Regions from separate parts of the Anser cygnoides genome. Here region 1 is linked to region 2. The links are chromatin contacts, called in public Hi-C maps. All regions are on one chromosome and are shown on one strand. The core of a region is the stretch at or near the end of the contact, and the rest is flanking DNA. Distances in the headings are between cores, read along the strand shown.

Evidence for each region. Hi-C and Micro-C count contacts between places; a contact is called where the count stands out from the background.
Region 1: a Hi-C map of liver shows a contact between it and region 2, with 5 times the contacts expected there. The contact joins two enhancer-like sites. A contact is called at or near these places in 5 of 7 Hi-C or Micro-C datasets (fetal liver, granulosa cells and liver).

What each region holds. Positions count from the first base shown.
Region 1 is chr15:11,988,786-11,994,244 of Taihu_goose_T2T_genome, forward strand. SRL (sarcalumenin) reads right to left here. Exons shown (of 7, transcript XM_048067382.2): 2 at 817-915. Among named protein-coding and RNA genes, the nearest start is that of SRL, 9.5 kb to the right of the region's middle. Within about 2 kb of position 1,611, at least 2 of the 3 cell types and tissues checked have open chromatin away from gene starts, as enhancers often do. A contact at or near this core is called in liver, where this site is marked.
Region 2 is chr15:11,892,648-11,898,308 of Taihu_goose_T2T_genome, forward strand. ADCY9 (adenylate cyclase 9) reads right to left here. Exons shown (of 10, transcript XM_013176791.3): 7 at 450-609. Among named protein-coding and RNA genes, the nearest start is that of CREBBP, 47 kb to the left of the region's middle. Within about 2 kb of position 2,499, at least 1 of the 3 cell types and tissues checked has open chromatin away from gene starts, as enhancers often do. A contact at or near this core is called in liver, where this site is marked.

The sequences.
Region 1 (5,459 bases), core at 361-2,860, 95 kb after region 2:
AGGCAAACCCCAGCCACCCTGGTTGCATCCCTTCTAGGTAAGCTGCTGGGCATTCCCTGCAGACCTTGAGGGTGACAGCTGATCAAGAGACGCAGCTCATGCTTGAAATCTTGGCCAAACTGATCCAAGTCACGCATCTTGATGCCCCTGCCCTGCTAATATTTCCTACTGGGCACTGTCCCCATCTCCTGCTGGTCTCGTGCTTGCCGGCAACTGATGCAAGGAACCTCTCTCGTTAATGCTGCTTAGCACTCAACACCCGTGACCCCAAAGTCCTCCACCACGGAGCCCAGGGACCCCTGCTGCAGCCAGAGCTGCCCCCCTACTGCTGGCATTTCCCAGCCACTTTTATTGCTTCCTTTCTAGTCCTGACTGCCAATTGGACCAGCAGAAGCAAGCCTTATAAGAATAGTACCCAATTCATAATTGGAATAAAAATCAAAACCCCTTATTATAAGTTGCCCCAAGCTTCTCTGAGCAGCAGGCAGCAGTGCGGCTGGCCCAGGCCAATTCATGATTAGCCAGCCTCTCTAGCCTCCTCATTCTTGTTCGCTCTTGGAGCTGTCTTTAAAATACCTAAAGTATGCTAGTCCAGTGTAAGGGCTGGTATTGAAGACGTGGTGCTACTGCACCCACAAGACATAAGGCTATTGACAAAGCAGCCTAGGGAAGGAGAGCCCTGTCCATGCTCCTCACGTAGCAGAGCAGGTTTGCCAGACTCAGCTCTCAGACAGTGGCAGGGAGCTTATCCTGGAAACATCGCTGGGATTAAAGGAGCAGGGTTTGCACGCATCGGTGCCACCCAGGCTCCCTCACCTGAGAAGTCATCGGCAGGTTTGTCTTCATTCAGCTTGAGGGTGCTCTCCAAGTGGGACCGGTCGCGCTTGGTGGGCTCGCTGGCATCCTCAACCTCTTCTGGAGGAAAAAACAAGGAGACCTGTTACTGATGGAGCTGGCGGCGGGGGACCCGCACAGGAGCTCACACAAGCTGCTGCTGGGGAGAGGGCTTTGGGGAGCGCGCACACCCTGAGCCCGCGGCCCCATTGTGCACCCAGCACCCGCCAGCTTTGGCACGCCGCTCAGTTTCTGTTTTGCAAATGCTCCTGGAAGCTTGGCCGAGGTTGCTGGGGCCATGGCTGCCGGGGGAAGCATCGCAGGCAACTGCTTGGCTCCAAGGAGGGGCTGGTGGGGGAGGCCCCTGGTGTCTCCCGAGGGGGAGGCGAGGGCCGGTGCTCGCGGGGAATGCGAAGGATGTGCCTGGAAGGGGCTCTCGGGCGCTGGGGAGTGCAGGGCGGGGGCACGCGGCAGCTGCTGCCCACGGGGCTCCTGCCTGCCCCGCCACTCCCCCCAGCAGCTGCAACTCCCCTCAGCTTTGGGTGCTCTCTGCTCTGCCTCTCTCCCTGTCCACCCCCCAGAAATCACACGTCGAGCTGCAGACATGAGGGTTTGTGAGGCCTGGATTCCCTCCTGCCTCTCCACCTCTGCCTCTCGCCAGGCTGGAGGCTGCCTCTCCGGAGCCTCCCTGGCTCGGTGCCGAGTGGCAGGAGGTGGCCCTGGGCACCTTCCCCAGCCTCCCCGCGGAGGGGGACAGAGCTGTCCCTGCTCCGGGCGTGCTAGCAAAGGGGTTGGCACACAGAGGGCCCCATGGCTTGGGGCTTTGAAGCGGGGCCTCAAGGACACGTGCCCTACTGCCTGGGCTGGGGAATGGGTGCCCGGGCAAACAGGGGCGCTGACGGGCCCTGGGGCTGCCCCGAGGGACTGCGCTGAGCCTCTCCCTGAGTGTGGGGCTGAGGAAGACCTTTTGACTTGCCAAGACACAGATTCCAAACTGGGTTTTCCTCTCGGCACAAATGTGAGCTTTTTGAGCCGGGATGTTATAGAAGGAAGCAAAAAAGAATCAGCTGTGTCCAAAGGTTGCTGCCTAGCCCATGGGCCAAAGTCCGTAAGCGTTTCTAGTAAAACATGGAAGGGGGGGGGGGGGTCACTTTTCCTGAGCTAGCTCACATTTCAGTGACCAAACACACCCTGTCCGTGGCCAGAGCAGGCACTTCAGCAATTCAGCAGGCTGAATTGGCTCTTTACACGTTCCTTACATGGCAAGGGCTGCGGGCCAGTGGCTGATGGACACGAGACCTGCCGGCCTGGGCAGCATCCTGCCTGCGTGCCAAGAGAGCCGGGAGTTTGGTCTGGTGGACTCTGAGGACTGGTAAATGTCCTTTAGCAGGTCTGTGGCTGCTGAAAGGGGCTGAGGGGAAGGGTAGAAGTTCATGTGTCCGCAGATGGGAGAAGTCATGGGCTTAAAGTGCAGCGAGGGAAATGTTGGCCCGCCTTGGTATCGCTGCAACAAGCACCTGCGTTGCTGGCATCCGCGGGCTCCCACCTGTGCCACCGCTGCCCGTGGCGTGGCTGGCCCGGCCGTGCAGCAGTTAGGGGCGGGTGCAGGAAGCACAAGCGTTAGGAGAGGGCCATGCATTAGGCGCAGTTTAATGAGCCAAGCGCAGCTCCGCCAGGGTTGATAGTAGGTCACTCTCGCCGCCCTCTGCTCACTACGCTACGGCACACCAACAGCAAAAGACTCCAACCTATCTGTCTGTGCTGGTGCTCAGCGGCAGCAGGGTGGGCACTGGGGCTGGGTGGGCTCTCCGTTTCTGCCAGCGATGGGTTGTCTGCAGGGGGGGCTTCCACTGCTGCCGGTGGGTCTTCTGCTGTTGGAGGGTCTTCTGCTGTTGGAGGGTCTTCCACTGCTGGAGGGTCTTCTGCTGTTGGAGGGTCTTCTGCTGTTAGAGGGTCTTCTGCTGTTGGAGGGTCTTCTGCTGCTGGTGGGTTTTTCACTACTGCTGGTGGAGTTTCAACAGCTGCTGGTGGGTCTTCTGCTGCTGCTGGTTCTTCCACTGCTGTAGGTGGGTTTTCTGCCGTTGCTGGGCTGCTGCTGCCAGAGCCAGGCTCCACGTCCCCACATGGTGGGTGATGGCAGCTGGTAGGGCCATCCTTGGCTTCTCCCTTGCTGGCAGCTGCTGCTTTGCTGTGGCCACTTTCCCCTAAAGTGCTGGTCTCTTCCTTGTCACTTCCTTCAGCTCCGTCCTCTGGCCCTGCTGGGCCAGCAGCGTCCTCCTCAGACTCTCCATCCTCCTCAGACTTTCCCTCCTCCTCCGACTCTCCTTTGCTTCCATCTTCTTCAGACTCTCCACCTTCATCTCCCTCTTCCTCAGATTCCCCCTGCTCGTCATCTTCCTCTGAGCTCTGCTCTTCCCCTTCTTCTCCAGTTTCAGGAGCAGACACCACTCTTGGCTCCTCCATTTTCTCTCCTTCAGGCTTACCCTGCTCCTCAGTGGCTACTTCTTTGGAGCCAGCATCAGTCTCCTCATCCTCCTGGTCATGGAAGCCATCTTGTGGGCCAGGCTGGTGGGCGGCCTCTCCCCCTGCCTCAGGGGTGCCCAACATGGCATCATCCTCCCCAGGGCCCTGTGCCCTGTGGGGCCCCTCCTGGCTGAGCCCCATGGCCCCGCTCAGGCCTCCCTTCAGCTCTTCCTCCCCCTCGCCGCCTCCCTCTTCTGCAGCACTGGGCACGGAAGCATTGGCGGTGCCGCCATCTTCCTCCTCCTCAGGGCTGCCGTCGGCGGCCATCTCCTCCAGCCGGGGCTCCACAGCCAACGAGGGGCGTTGTGCGGCATGGCCAACATCTTCGGCGCCCGGCGGGGCTGGGGCACGCAGCTCTAAATGATGAGAATAGCTCGGTCAGTCTTACCCGCGCCCGCCCGCGGCTGCGGGGCGCGCGGCCCCGGGGGACAGCGGGGGCAAGAGAGGGGGTTCGAGGCTGTCACCAAGACTTTAAATTCTCCTAACGCATCTCCGATTCCAGCTCGTTTCCTGGCCGTAGCAAGAAGCTGGACGCAAAGAGGTGCTTGCGGGCAGAAGCGCTGATGCTGCGCAGGGCTGGGACGTGGCCCCGGGGCCGTGCAGGCTGTGGGGCACCGCAGAAGCGCTGTGGGGCTAGGGCGAGGCGGTGAAGCAGCCCTGAGAGAGAACCCAGTGGTGGTGGGGATATGAAAGTGGGGCACTGGGTGCGAGAGGCCTTGGGCACTTGGCAGGTGAAAGGGTCCTTCCCCAGCCCCGCAGGGCGGCGAGGGCGGCCGGCGGCTCCCTGGAGTGGGGCCGTGCCTTTCCGCAGCCGGCAGCGTGCAGGAAGGGCTGGGCCGGGCGGCACCACAGGGCCTGACCCTGCAGCGGGGCGCGGAGCTATTTATTGTGAGCGTCCCTTCATTAGGAAAACATTTGCCACTCCGTGCAACTGGCTGGAACACAATGAATTTGTTCTGCAGTCCGGGAGAAGTCATCTGTATTTTCCATAGGCCTCCAAGTGCAATTTAACATTAGTCAACTGATGCCAAAAATAAAATATCACCAGCTATACTGTCTCCGTTACAAACAGTTGCTGCTAGTCTAAATAATCCCCTGAAAACTCTAATGCCTGCATACCAGGGAAGCGTTTCAGAGGAAAATAATGCCTTTGTACTCCAGCTGGCAAGCAGATGCCAACTGGGAGAAACGCCACCTCCGCCCAGGCCACAGGAAGGCAGCGGGCATGGCGAGCAGTGCGGGCACAGCACGCAGCATGGAGCTGGTCTCCTCCTCCGGCCTCGTGCACCATGGCCCTGCAGTGGCACACCGCAGTGCTGTGCCGGGGACACGGGGACCTGGCTCGCTGCGGTGTTTGCTGCAGCACCGCTTCAGCAGCATGATGGTGTGTGTCTTAAAACACCCTTGAAATTTTGGGTACCACACATCCCCGGTGTGAGCACGGCAGGAGCACAGCCAAGGACAGCGTGGGGCAACCCCAGGCCTCTTTGCCCACTGCAGCCACTTTGCCACTGCAGCCCTGGAGCAGAGCGCCGGGCAGGCGGCCATGTGTCTGTCTGTGCCATGCCGGGGCCAGCCACGCTGATAGCCCGCAGTCACACGACAGCTGAGGGCTCGCGCCGGGGGACAAACGATGCCAGCGGAAGGCAGCTGGGAGGCACCAGCCCACCTCAGCCTGCCAGGGTTTGTAGTCCTCATGTGCAGCCTGACACCATGGCTCAGAGCTGCCAGCATCCCCAAGCCTGTCACAGATGCACAGTCACCCTTCTCTGCCCATGCTGACCTCCCGAATCCTGTCCTAGCAGGTGGCTCGCAGGTACCCGCAGGCTCCAGGTCCGGCCTTGAGCACGGCAAGCCCCACGCAGCTCCCACCCAAGAGGGCCTGAAGAGGCCGGCCGGTGTGAGGCATGCTCTGCCCACCTGCACCCTGAGGGTCCCCACAGCGGATGGGGACAGGGAGACTCTCAGCATGGCCCCAGAATAGCTGGTGACCTGGAGGTCTTGGAGGGAAGCTGATTCCTGAGTGGGCATTTGGAGAGGGTCAGGGCAGGTGAGGAGGGGACCAAAGGAGACCCCACCGGAGATCTCTGAGGCCGGCATGT
Region 2 (5,661 bases), core at 1,249-3,748:
CCTTTTTCAGTTTCTCCATCTAACTTGGCAGAGAAAAAAAACCCAACCCACTGCTAATACTGGTCTTGCTCTTAGATTTACTAATATGCATGCAAACTTCTTAGGTTCACAAAACATTTCAGACTACAAGCTCCAAACCAAAAAACAAAAGAAGATACTCTACTTGCATTAGCCAGAATAAACACCAGCAGAAGTATTTGCTCTAAGGAAAAAAAAAAAAAAAAGGTATGTACGCACACAGGCATTTATAGCTATCCCTCTCCTCTTCTGTATGACAGTTTTCCAGCAAGTCGCTATGTATTCCATCATACACAAAAGCCCTGTTTTTCTCTAAGGGATCTGTATCAAACATCTGTAAAGCATGAGGGAAGTGAAGGAAGAAGGCAGGCAAGCAACAAGCTAAGTTAGATCCAAAACGTCAGACTATGAAACAGAGTTCTACAACTTACATGTATATTTGTTTCAAAATCAGAGGTGAAGTGCGAAAAAACTGCAAGAGCTGGGAGAGAAACTAGGATTGCACCGAAAAAATGTCGAGGCAGCCAGCCAGATATCACCTCCAGGAGACGCTTCGTGCAAGTCATCACCTCCTCCAGGAAGAATGCCATCCTGGAACAAACGGAACCACAGACCTATGGGTTAATTTCAGCACATCACTCCATACAGCTTAATTACCTGTAATAAAACAACTTAAAATTCTTCACTGGGACTGCAGCACCAGTCACAGCTTGCCACGTGCCATACCACCTGCTGGTAAGTTCAAGGAATGATCCAGGTGTGCTGAAAGATGACGGCTCGTTTGCTACAGTGCGAGGTGGGATGGGAGGGAGGGGGGATGCTGGGGTTTGAGAAACAAACTGGAAAACGCTTTTCACTTACTTGGAAGGTAAGCATATGAGAGACATACATTCATAAATACTTAGCCTTAAAGAGGTGGCGAGAAGGGTTACAGGTTAAAGCAAGTTACTAAGAGTACCATCAGAAATGTTTGAGAAGTGGGGCTGCGCGTCCTGCCATCAGACCTTCCTCCAAAGGCCGTCAGATCCGTGCATTCCTAGCGTCACGACACGATCCAAACCAGTTAGGACACCTGACGTGAGTCCCCATCTGGGATCGGATGCCTGCCACCCCCTCTCGCCAGGGGCTGGACGGGAGAGGGGCGTGTGGGCCTGCACTGGCCCACAGGAGGCACCCGGCAGGGTTGGTTCTGGCCTCGGGCTGCCGGAGGCCCAGGCCCAGGCCCAGGCCCATGGCGCGCTGCAGGAGCCAGGCAGCGAAAGAGGGCGAGCTCCCGAGGGCAGCTCAGCAGAGATTCTTCTCACACCAGAGAGCTTCTCGTCGTTAAAACGAGTGAGCAAAGGTGAAGGCTTGCTTAATGCTTAACTGTTTTTTACCTACAGAAACAGATCATCGGGAAAATTTGCTTCTCAAAGCTCGGAAACATTCATCACTCTCCAAAAACTGCAGCCGCTTTTCAAGGTTTTAATTATTTTTATGGAGGCATAAAAAGGCAGTGCAATAGTCACCTTCATTCAAAGGCTCTCCATTGTGGATATATGTATTAACCAGAGCGGGCCTGAGCTTTTCTTGCTTTACCAAATAATTCCTGCTTTTGTGAGACGAACTTACTTCAAAGAGGAATGGCAGAACCACAGAGCCCGCTGCGAGACCACAAGGCAGGCGTGAGCAGCGCCCTGTGCGTTTGTGGCACGAGTAATTCTGCTGGTGCCACAGTGGATGACCAGGGAGCCCGAATGGCAAACGCGTTTTTGGACGGAGATGCTCACAGCTGACAAGAATGTATAAATACAACATATGCTAAATGTGGAATTCACATATTCCAAAGTCACAAACTATTGCATACTACCTAGATCTTTTTTTAAAAATAACCAAAAAAAAAAAGAAAAAAAACCTCAGTTTTTTTCTTTAATGCTTTTGACTAAAATACAAGGTATAATGTTGGATAAAAACCTGATAAAAAATGGGTAAAGTTTTCTGTGTGACTTGGACACTAATTGCACACCTTTTAAATATGTCTTGCTTTTGGGTGTTACTTTAATTCTCAGGTCTAGGCCTCATTAATTTTGCAACCTCTAGCATTATTCAAGAGCTTTTATTCTCTCATTTAATAAATTAAAATATCGGAATTATACTTAAATGCAAAGAGAAAAAGAGAAAATTAGGGTAATAGGATGGAAAACGCTGTAATACACCAGCACCCCACGAGAGGGTGCTCTCAGATTTCTCAGTGCCTAGTTAATGGACTCCCATTTAAGCCAAAAAGCATAGCTATATTACATCATAAAAGAGAATTTGCAACAAAGCACGGAAATACAACTGCATAAAAAGCAAAATAAATTCAAAAGCCCTGTAGAGTAATTACTGGTTTTTCTAAAGTGTTATATACTGTCCTGACAGCCTCTATCATCCATGGCAGAACATGCTCTGGGCTCTAGTGGCAGCCAAGCTGCTCCAGTATCGAGTCCTTCTGAAAATGCCACCCAAGTTCATGCCTCTAAAAATAAAGTCGATCCTGCTAAAGCGTTCGAACTGGGATCAGCTTTTACATGGCTAAACGGTGAGAAGGAAACAGCACCGGCTCTGGCAGAGCACCGTGGGCAGCACCCATCACTCCCGCGTGGAGCAAGGCACCCCCTGCCCACGCCACACCTGGACCCCGCTGCGGGCGCAGACCCCAGCCCTGGGGATGGGCACCCGGCGCCGCTTGTGTCTCGCACCCCAGCCCACGCGGGCACTTCACGGAGCAGAAAGCTTGGTTTTTGCCAAGCCTCATGCCAGGATAAATTCTTGTGGGAACTATAGCAACAAATCCATCAGCAAACCTGATCTGTTAATCCTGGGATGAGGACACTTCTTTATTTAGGCAGCTGCGTGTTTGAAAAAGCAAGCACAAATTCCAGGACAACTCCACATTTCTCAGTGGTAATGTTTACCTTCTTGCATTGATTTTTTTTTTCCAGTCCAGAATCAATTGCAATGCTCTACACTCCGGAATTAAAACAAGTGAAACCTCATCTTTCACAAAACAGACGAAGCCTGTGAAGGCAGCACAGCTCTCCCATCACAGGAAGCAAGCACTGCATTAAATCCAGGCAGCAGGAGAGCTGCAGACATTTAATGGCTACAGGGCACTACCGGTAAATAATGCAGTGTCAGTGGGTAGCTCAACAGGGCTTAAATGCTGAAGCATCTAAGATGTTTACACAAGCTGCAGTTCAAATTAGTAACTTTGACATAAATGATTAATGGCTAATGGAGAACATTACCGTCATTTCTGTATTTACTGGCAGTTTAAAATCAATTCCCATATTTCAAATCAAAAGCTTTTGGCACAGCAGTGAATTGGTGGGATATTAAATACCAAAGTCACAGATGTTAGAAATAAATAAAGGCAAAACAGAATACAGTTTGCCCTTGCATCTATACTCTACGTAAGTCAGGTTGTTAACAAAACCAGTTCATTAAGCTCTAGTTGCACAAAGCAATTTTTGTTCTTGGCTATGAGGAATTTAAGAAGATCCAATCGGTCGGCTACAGGGTTTCAACAGCAGACAGACTTTGGATATTACTTTGGCAAGCCTTGAGAAGGTGAAGTAGTGGGCAAAGGGCAGTTTTATTTCATCAGAGTACAGCAGGTTTCCATTCTCCTGCTTTGACTGTATTTGCTTTTTTTCTTCACCCAGAAGATTTTTTTTCTCTCTGTTAAGGTACTTCTATACTGATGAATCAACTTACCAGGCGCTCCCACCTCTCACTCTTTAGAACAGGATTGAAATATCCACTACACTGGATTCATCTCCTCACTGAGAGATCTTCACTGAAGGGTGTTATTGAAAGCAATGCATGTTTTAAACATCTTATTTATAACAAGTTTTAATTGAGAAAAAGAACTGGATGCAAAAAGCTTCTAGTCAACAAAAAACTTGTATTCGCACCTAAAATAGTGGGCAGATCTCTTTTACCTGTATTCCTGCAGAAGCACCCCTAAGAATCCCGAGTAAAACTGCACACACCGTCGTATGCTCAGTGACATTTCCCAAGATATTTTTATAAAATACCAGAACTTTAAGACCTCTTACACTCCAACTGAACTCATGAAAGTCAAAGTAGTCATATTTCAAGTGGGCAGAAGGACATTCTTTGCACTACATTTACAGAACTGGAGATGACATACTCCACATGCTGACAAATTAAGCACCACTTTTTGCATGCAGCTTTAAACAATTAATTCTAGAGTGTCACTTGTGATAACAGTGGGATCCTCATCTACAGATACTCCAATAATTTATTATCAGACACTTCTGAGAAATCAAAACATCCTTCTCCTGCAAGCCTTGCTCCATAAGGACTTCTGCTCTAACTTCAGTTTTACCTCGTTTCTCATTGTGCAGGCAGCGAGTGCTTTCCTCTCCCACTACTGCAGCTGGACTCGAGCCCTTAGCCACAAGAGCTACAGCGAGTACTTCCTAGTCTGAGCACTGGATTCAATTAAAAGTCAGACTGATTTAAATACAGGGTGTTTCGCATCATGATAATGAAAATACAATGAGAAACTTAGGCAAGAATTTTTTGGTCCCAAAATAATCCCTCTCCTGAAATTCTAGGATTGTGCCCAGCATTGTAGGCCAATCCCCTCCCTTATGATATCTCTGTGGTATTCTGTGATTGTCACTTGTGATGACATTTCTGCACAGGAAGCTCTGCACTTTTCTGCGTATAATGAGCAGTCAGAGTGAGCAGTCCTCGCTTTGAAGACAATTTAAAGAGGAAAAGGATGATTTTGTTCTTTCTGATCAAAGGAAGTGAGATGGAATAAGGGCACAACAGTACGTCTGTCCTCTTGATGCCAACAGGCTCCATGTTTCAGCAGTGAAAACAGAGCTGCCTGTAAACTCATCCTCTGGGAATATGCAATGCAGTGCACAATTTAAAACATTTTGAATTTAATGCAGCCAACTAAGGAACACTTACAGAATGATCATATTTCAATAGCACAGATGGGGAAGTGGAAGGTTGTTACACTTGTACATGAGTGTGTGCCTCAGGCTGTGGAGACTGGAGTGGCCCAAAAATGTATCTTACCGTAAGTAAATATGTACCATAAATTCCACATAAAAATACCAAACAACCCAAAACCCCAAACAGACATCAAATCCTAAAAAAAAAAAAAGTACCCCCAAAATATGCCAATATATTTAGAACTACCTTAGTTCTTAGAATTACCTTAAAGGAGGCTATATAGAGGTGGGAATCAGGCTCTTCTCCCAAGCACCAAGTAGTAAGATGAGGGGAAATGGCCTCAAGTTGCACCAGGGAAGGTTTAGGTTGGATATCAGGAGAAATTTCTTTACTGAAAGGGTTGTGTGGCATTGGAATAGGCTGCCCAGGGAAGTCACCATCCCTGGAGGTTTTCAAGGAATGTGTAGATGTAGAACTTAGAAGCATGGTGGACTTTAGTACTAGGTTAAGGGTTGGACTAAATGATCTTAGAGGTCTTTTCCAACCTGAATGATTCTATGATTCTAACTGAAAACAAGCCAGAAGGTTTCTGAGATTGTCTTCAGCAATAAAAGCTCTTTTTCAGTGCAAAGTAGGAGGCTATTTTCAAGGAAGTACCCTTGGTGAGATGTCCCCAGATCT